2 separate regions of the Mus musculus genome follow, and region 2 is linked to region 1. The links are chromatin contacts, called in public promoter capture Hi-C maps. All regions are on one chromosome and are shown on one strand. Each heading gives the region's core, a stretch centred on a gene start, on an enhancer-like site or on the middle of the called end of the contact. The rest is flanking DNA. Distances are from core to core; before and after follow the strand shown. Region 1 holds the start of Sar1a (secretion associated Ras related GTPase 1A). Region 2 holds the start of Unc5b (unc-5 netrin receptor B).

Region 1 (2,886 bases), core at 11-2,510:
CCTGGGTTCAAGCCCCAGCACCCACATGCGGCTCAGAACTGTAACTTCATCTCTAGGGGATCTCACACAGGCACACATGGAGGTAAAACAACAATTCACATCAAATAAAAATAAGGTATTTAAGAAGAAAAGCCTCTCACCTAAAACCAAAGCCCTTTTCCTGCTAATATTAAATTCCAATCATAAGACTTCCAAAAGGGTAAAAGGTAACTTTCTTCCTTAACCTACCACCTACACAGACGATAATCTTAAGAACACACTATTTTCTATTCTTCGTCTACTCTATCATCTATGGAATGTTAAGAATATTAAAACCAACAACACAATTCATGAACCTTAAGTAAAAACCGTGCAAATATCAAGATGGGAACAAACAAGTGCCAGAAAGACCATCAAGCAATAAAAAACGTACTCTCAAACATATTCACTCCGGGTGAATCTGGGATAGAAGGCAGCTGGCTATTAACTAAGAAAGTCTACGTAGCTGCAAGGTGAATGTCAAAGATCAGCTTCCTGACAATTCCCCCCTAACCCTCCCTTCTCAACCTGAGCGGACAGTGCCCAGGTACTGAAGAAACACCCAGTGAGGGAGGATACTGAGAAAGGGTACGACTACCAATGGTACCATTGGTCGGTACCATTCTCACCTGGGTAAAAATGACGAAGAAAACATTCATCTACGATAATCGCCCAAGAGGGAATTTTTCCATGCACAGGAAAAATAAAAAGGGTGGATGGGAGTGGGGTGTTGGTGGAGGGAGAGACCATGGGTTCCAGACAGGGCATCGGATACCCAGAGGCTGAACGTGGGGCTCGAGCGCCCACTCGCTACTCGAGGGCCACGATCTGCAGAACGCAAGGATGAGTGCCAGGGCTCCAGCTATCCTCACCGAGGAACCAGACTCCTCCGCTATGGAGGCCACGAAGCCGTCTCCTCCCCCAAAAAAAACCCCGACCGCCGCCACGCCACCCCGCAGCCCGTCCCCGCCCAGAGCCGGCCCGCGGAACCGCCTGCGTGTCACTGCACCCCCACCCAGCCCCTCCGCGGCGGCCCCGCGCCCCGGCCTTCGCTGTGGCCCGTCCCGGGCCCGCTGCCCCACCGCCACCTCCTCCGCTGGGGCCCCGACTCACGGCCCGAGGGGCTCCTCCGGCGGTGGCTGGCGGCGCGACCCTCCCTCAGAGCACACAGACCAGCAGTCCCCGGGTCCGCCAGCTACGCGCCGGATGTACGTCACGCCCCTCCCTGAGACTTCCGGGCACGCACGTGCCCCGCCCCCTCGACGCGTCACGCCGTCCGGGCTGTGGGTACCGCCCTAACAGCCACTCTGGCCGCGGAGAGGCGGGCCTAAGGAGTGACGTACGCTCGGGGTGAGGCTCCGCCCGCTCTGTGGAGGCTCTCAAGCGGGGTAAGACGTGGCAGCGTCTGTCAGGCGGCCTGGGCTTCTGTCCCCAACTTAAGCAGCTACTTAAGCAGCCTGGGGCTTCCGATCCCAGTATGTTTTCAGACGCGCGCCGGACATCAGAAGCGGAGGCTGCCAGATATCAGTAGAGTCTAGGACAGTAGAATTGACTTTGGAGACCTCAACCTAGGTGGATGTCACCTAGTCATCGTTTTAAGTTGTTTTCCCCGCCTTGGGATAGCGTTTCTATTTTTCAGCTTTCTAAATAAAAGCAACAAGAGTTTAATGAGCAGTTTTGGGCAGTACCCTGACTGCTTGGGATCCTTCATCTGGTTTAACCCTCAGTACGTATTAATAGCTCCACTGAACAAATCAGTTAACTGGGGCTTGCAAAATAGCTCATCCATCAGGTCAAGGTAGGTTTGCCTACTGTTTTAGCCAGGGCTCTCAGAGGAACCACAACTGGCCCCGCATTGTGATGCACGCCTTTAATGCCAGCCCTTGGGAAGCTAATGTCTATGGATCTCTGAGTTCCAGGCCAGCCAGAGTTACACGGCGATACCCTGTCTTAAACAAACGAATAAATAAGGAACAGAGATAGAATAATTATACATGTGCAACTTAAAAAATATTTACAAGTGTTTTGTTTGCATGAATGTCTGTACTATGTACATGTTTGTTGCCTGCAGAGACCAAAAGGGTGTCAGATCTCCTGGAACGGGAGTTATAGACCATGGTGAGATTCTAGTGAGCATATCTCTGCTGGGAATTGAACCCAAGTCCTCTGGAAGACCATCCAGTGCTCTTCACTGCTCAGCCATCTCTCTAACCCCAATATATCGTTAAGAGGATTTATTAGAGTGGCTTACAGGCTGTGGTCTGAGTAGTCCAACAATTGGTTGTTTCCCAATGGGAAGGCCAAGAGTTGGGTAATGGTTCAGACCATACCAGACTGATAGGCTCAGCAGTCCCAATCTGATGCTGAGAATCTAGGGAACTACTACATAGCCAGTAGTCTTCAGTCGAAGTTGGAATCCCAAAGAAGTAGGTCCTAATATCAATGGAGGGATGCCTCAACAACAGAACAGATGAACTTGCCAGGGAGAGTGAGGGCAAGCAGGCAAAAAAGCAAACGCCTCCTCCTTCCATGTCCTTTTATGTGGGCTGCCACTCGAGAGTGTGGCCCAGATTTAGGGTGGGTCTTCCCACTTCATATGATCCGATCAAGAAAAATCCCTCACAGGTGTGACCAGCTGCTTTCATCTTAGTTAATTCCAGATGTGATCAACTTGACAACCAAGATTAGCAGTCACACTGCTCAAAGATCAAGACTGACAACCTGAGTTCAAGTTCCAGAACCACAGAAAGTGGGGTGGGGAGGGCAGTCTCTGCAAATGCCAGGGCTGGCAAAGGAATGGTTCCTGTGAACTAAGAAGGAAAGCAAGTGAGTGCGACTTAGTTAGCCAGTGTTGGTTCCAACTTCCAG
Region 2 (2,700 bases), core at 62-2,561, 850 kb after region 1:
TGGGTGGCCAGCCATGATGTGGGGCGTCACCTATAGCCACAGCCTTCTATAGATCTCCAGTCTTCATTTTGTGGAGTTGGGATAGAGGGGGTGTCGAGAAATCCCGCTTTCATTGCCTCCCTCTCCCCCAAACACAGCTAGCATGGATCTTCTTGCTTCTCTGCCCTCACACCACCAACCTCTTAGTCAGCAACTATGGCTCCCAAACCTTTCTTCTCCAATCTAGGAAAAACTTGGGAATACTAGGTTCTTTTGGATACCTCCCACCCTCCCACCCTTCTACCCTCCTACCCGACTTCAGAACCTGGCTAGGCTGCTCTCTTCCTGAAGAAGAGGGCTGATCCAGATCTGCAAAGAGGAAAAGCTTAGGAGGTCAGCAGATAAGGGGTAGGGGCTGCTTCTTTATAGCATTATGGAATTAGCCCGTTAGTGGGCTCCCACATGGAAGTGCTGTGAGCTTCCTGTGAGCGGATGCACAGACATCTCCCAAGTCTCCTCTGGTCACGTAAGCTTATGGGCCCACCTCTGGGTGACAAGGACTTCCTTCAAGAACCTTGGGAAGGGATGCCACCATTTGTGCCCCCACTTTCTACCTATTTCCCACATTCTGCTCCTCAACCCCTTATGAGACAGCTAACATCATTCTTCCCCATTTCACAGGTGACAGTGATGGAGACAGCTAAGCAGCTCCTTCAAGGTCACGCGCTTAAGGAGCAGAACCAGAACCAAGTTTGTGCTCGGAGCAAAACACAGCAGCAGGTTCCCTCCCCACACACGTCCTTTTATTCAATTGGACTGGTTCACCATATCCTAGGATGAGCCATCCTTCCGGATCCCACGTAAAGAGTTCTGTCCTGGGTCGAGGAGAAAAACAGAACCAATCACGATCCTAACTCATGCCCAAATATCCACAGCTGGAACTCCCCAACTACATCCCCCGCTCCACCAGGACTTGAGTGTTTGACATTTTTTCTTAAACACCCCCATCCCCTTTTGAGACCGAATCAAAAGCGAAAGCTGATTCACACCCAAGCTAAGAAGTGTACGAATGTTTATTTCCTTTATTTTTGGAAAGAAAATCCGGTAGACTCCGCCGCTTTCAGCGGACCGGTTTTCCGGTGCTTTGGATCCTGCGTTCTTCAAGGATCCCCTCTGATAAGGCCCCAACTCGGCCGCGCCTACACAGCGGTAGGGTACCCCCCCTCGCTGGGCCCCGTGGCTCCGCCCCCGTCCTCCAGGCCCCGCCTTCTATCGCGTGAGGCCCCGCCCCGGCCCGCTGACTCTAGGGCGAGCGCGCGGCGGCGCTGGGCATTGTGGCCGGCGGCAGGGCGGGCGAGGGCGCGGAGCCGCGGGGAGCGGCAGGGCGCAGAGGGAAGCACACACCCCACTCGGACAGACTTCGCGGCGCGGCCGCTACGAGCGCCGCTGAGCGCACTCCACTGGGATCGCACAACTTCGGAGCAGGGCGCGGACGGCGCTCGCAGCGGGAGAGCGCGGAAAGGGCGCACCAGAGCCGGGATCCCCAGCGGCGTCCGACTCCCGGAGCGCTCCTAGTCGCCGGGCGGCCTCCCGGCGCTGCGCGGTTGCCTCTGCGCCTACGGAGGGCACGGGCTGGCGCTGCCGGGCGCCTGCGAGAACGGCGAGGCGGCGGCGAAGGCGAAGGCGGCGAGGCTGGGGACCGGGAAAGAACCCCGAGGGAGAGGCGCCCGGGCCGGGGGACAGGAGCATGAGGGCCCGGAGCGGGGTGCGGAGCGCGCTGCTGCTGGCGCTGCTGCTTTGCTGGGATCCGACACCGAGCCTAGCAGGTAGGTGCGAGAGGGAGTGGAACACAGGGATGCGGTCCTGGCGCGTCTCAGCGTCCAACTGCAAGTTCGGGTGGTTCTTGGCGGAGTCACTGCGCTCCGAGAACGCCGTGGACGCGTCCAAGTTAAAAGGCAGCTTCGGTGCTCGGGAGAGGGGGCGACGCGTGGCCACCTGGGGTGCCACGTAAGCTCGAAGCTCCCTGCTCCTGCCTCCAAGGGATAGTTGCTTCCCGTGGAATGGGGTCTGATTCACTTCCAAGTGACCCCTGACTATCACGGAAAAACTGTCACTGCCAGGGCCAGGTGTGTGTTCTCTGCGGTTCGCCTGCAACTTAGGTCTGAGTACAGGCTCCCGCGGGCTGCACGCGCAGCATTCTGAGGGTCGCGGACAGAGAGCAGGATACTGCGGAACCCTGGAAGCGCTTCTTCTCGGCCTTTGGGGAGCCGAGGCCCGAAGGCTTTAAGCTACTGAAGGGGGAGGGGCCGACTCCTGTACACCGTGATCTCCGGAGGTGCGGCGCGGGCGGGTATGAAAAGGTTTCGTGGTTGGTGGATTGTTTGGGGGTGAGTGTTGGCAGAGAGTGGAGGGGCGTAATGTATCTCCTTTCGACTTTGCCTATTTTCAATAGGTTATTGGTATTCTCAGTGTCCAGGTGAGCTCGCCTCTGCACTGCACCTGGACCCAGTAAAGATGCTCTTAAGAGGGTTTGGTGGACTCCTAAGTTTATAAAGTCCCCGATTCTCCTCTCATCGCGAAGATGGAAGTGTCTTGCTGGCTCTGTAGTAGCTCGGCTGGGCGTTGCAAAGTGGGCTGCGTCTTCCTTGGAAGGAAAAGTAGACACTCGCACCAACCTCTCTGGTACCCAAGCAGGTGAACTGCCGTTAGGGTGAATCGACT

The links. Promoter capture Hi-C pulls out the DNA fragments that hold promoters and counts their contacts.
Region 2: a contact with region 1 is called in a promoter capture Hi-C map of liver, with 2.4 times the contacts expected there. The contact joins the promoter of Unc5b here to the promoter of Sar1a in region 1. A contact is called at or near these places in 3 of 39 promoter capture datasets (liver and pre-B cells) and 1 of 115 datasets of contacts at active chromatin or transcription factors (embryonic stem cells).

The regions. Positions count from the first base shown.
Region 1 is chr10:61,678,659-61,681,544 of GRCm38.p6, reverse strand. It overlaps Sar1a (secretion associated Ras related GTPase 1A), which reads right to left and starts at 1,260. Exons shown (of 7, transcript NM_009120.3): 1 at 1,132-1,260. It overlaps 1700022H01Rik (RIKEN cDNA 1700022H01 gene), which reads left to right and starts at 1,255. Exons shown (of 2, transcript NR_126477.1): 1 at 1,255-1,406.
Region 2 is chr10:60,830,192-60,832,891 of GRCm38.p6, reverse strand. It overlaps Unc5b (unc-5 netrin receptor B), which reads left to right and starts at 1,311. Exons shown (of 17, transcript NM_029770.3): 1 at 1,311-1,805. The coding sequence starts at 1,727.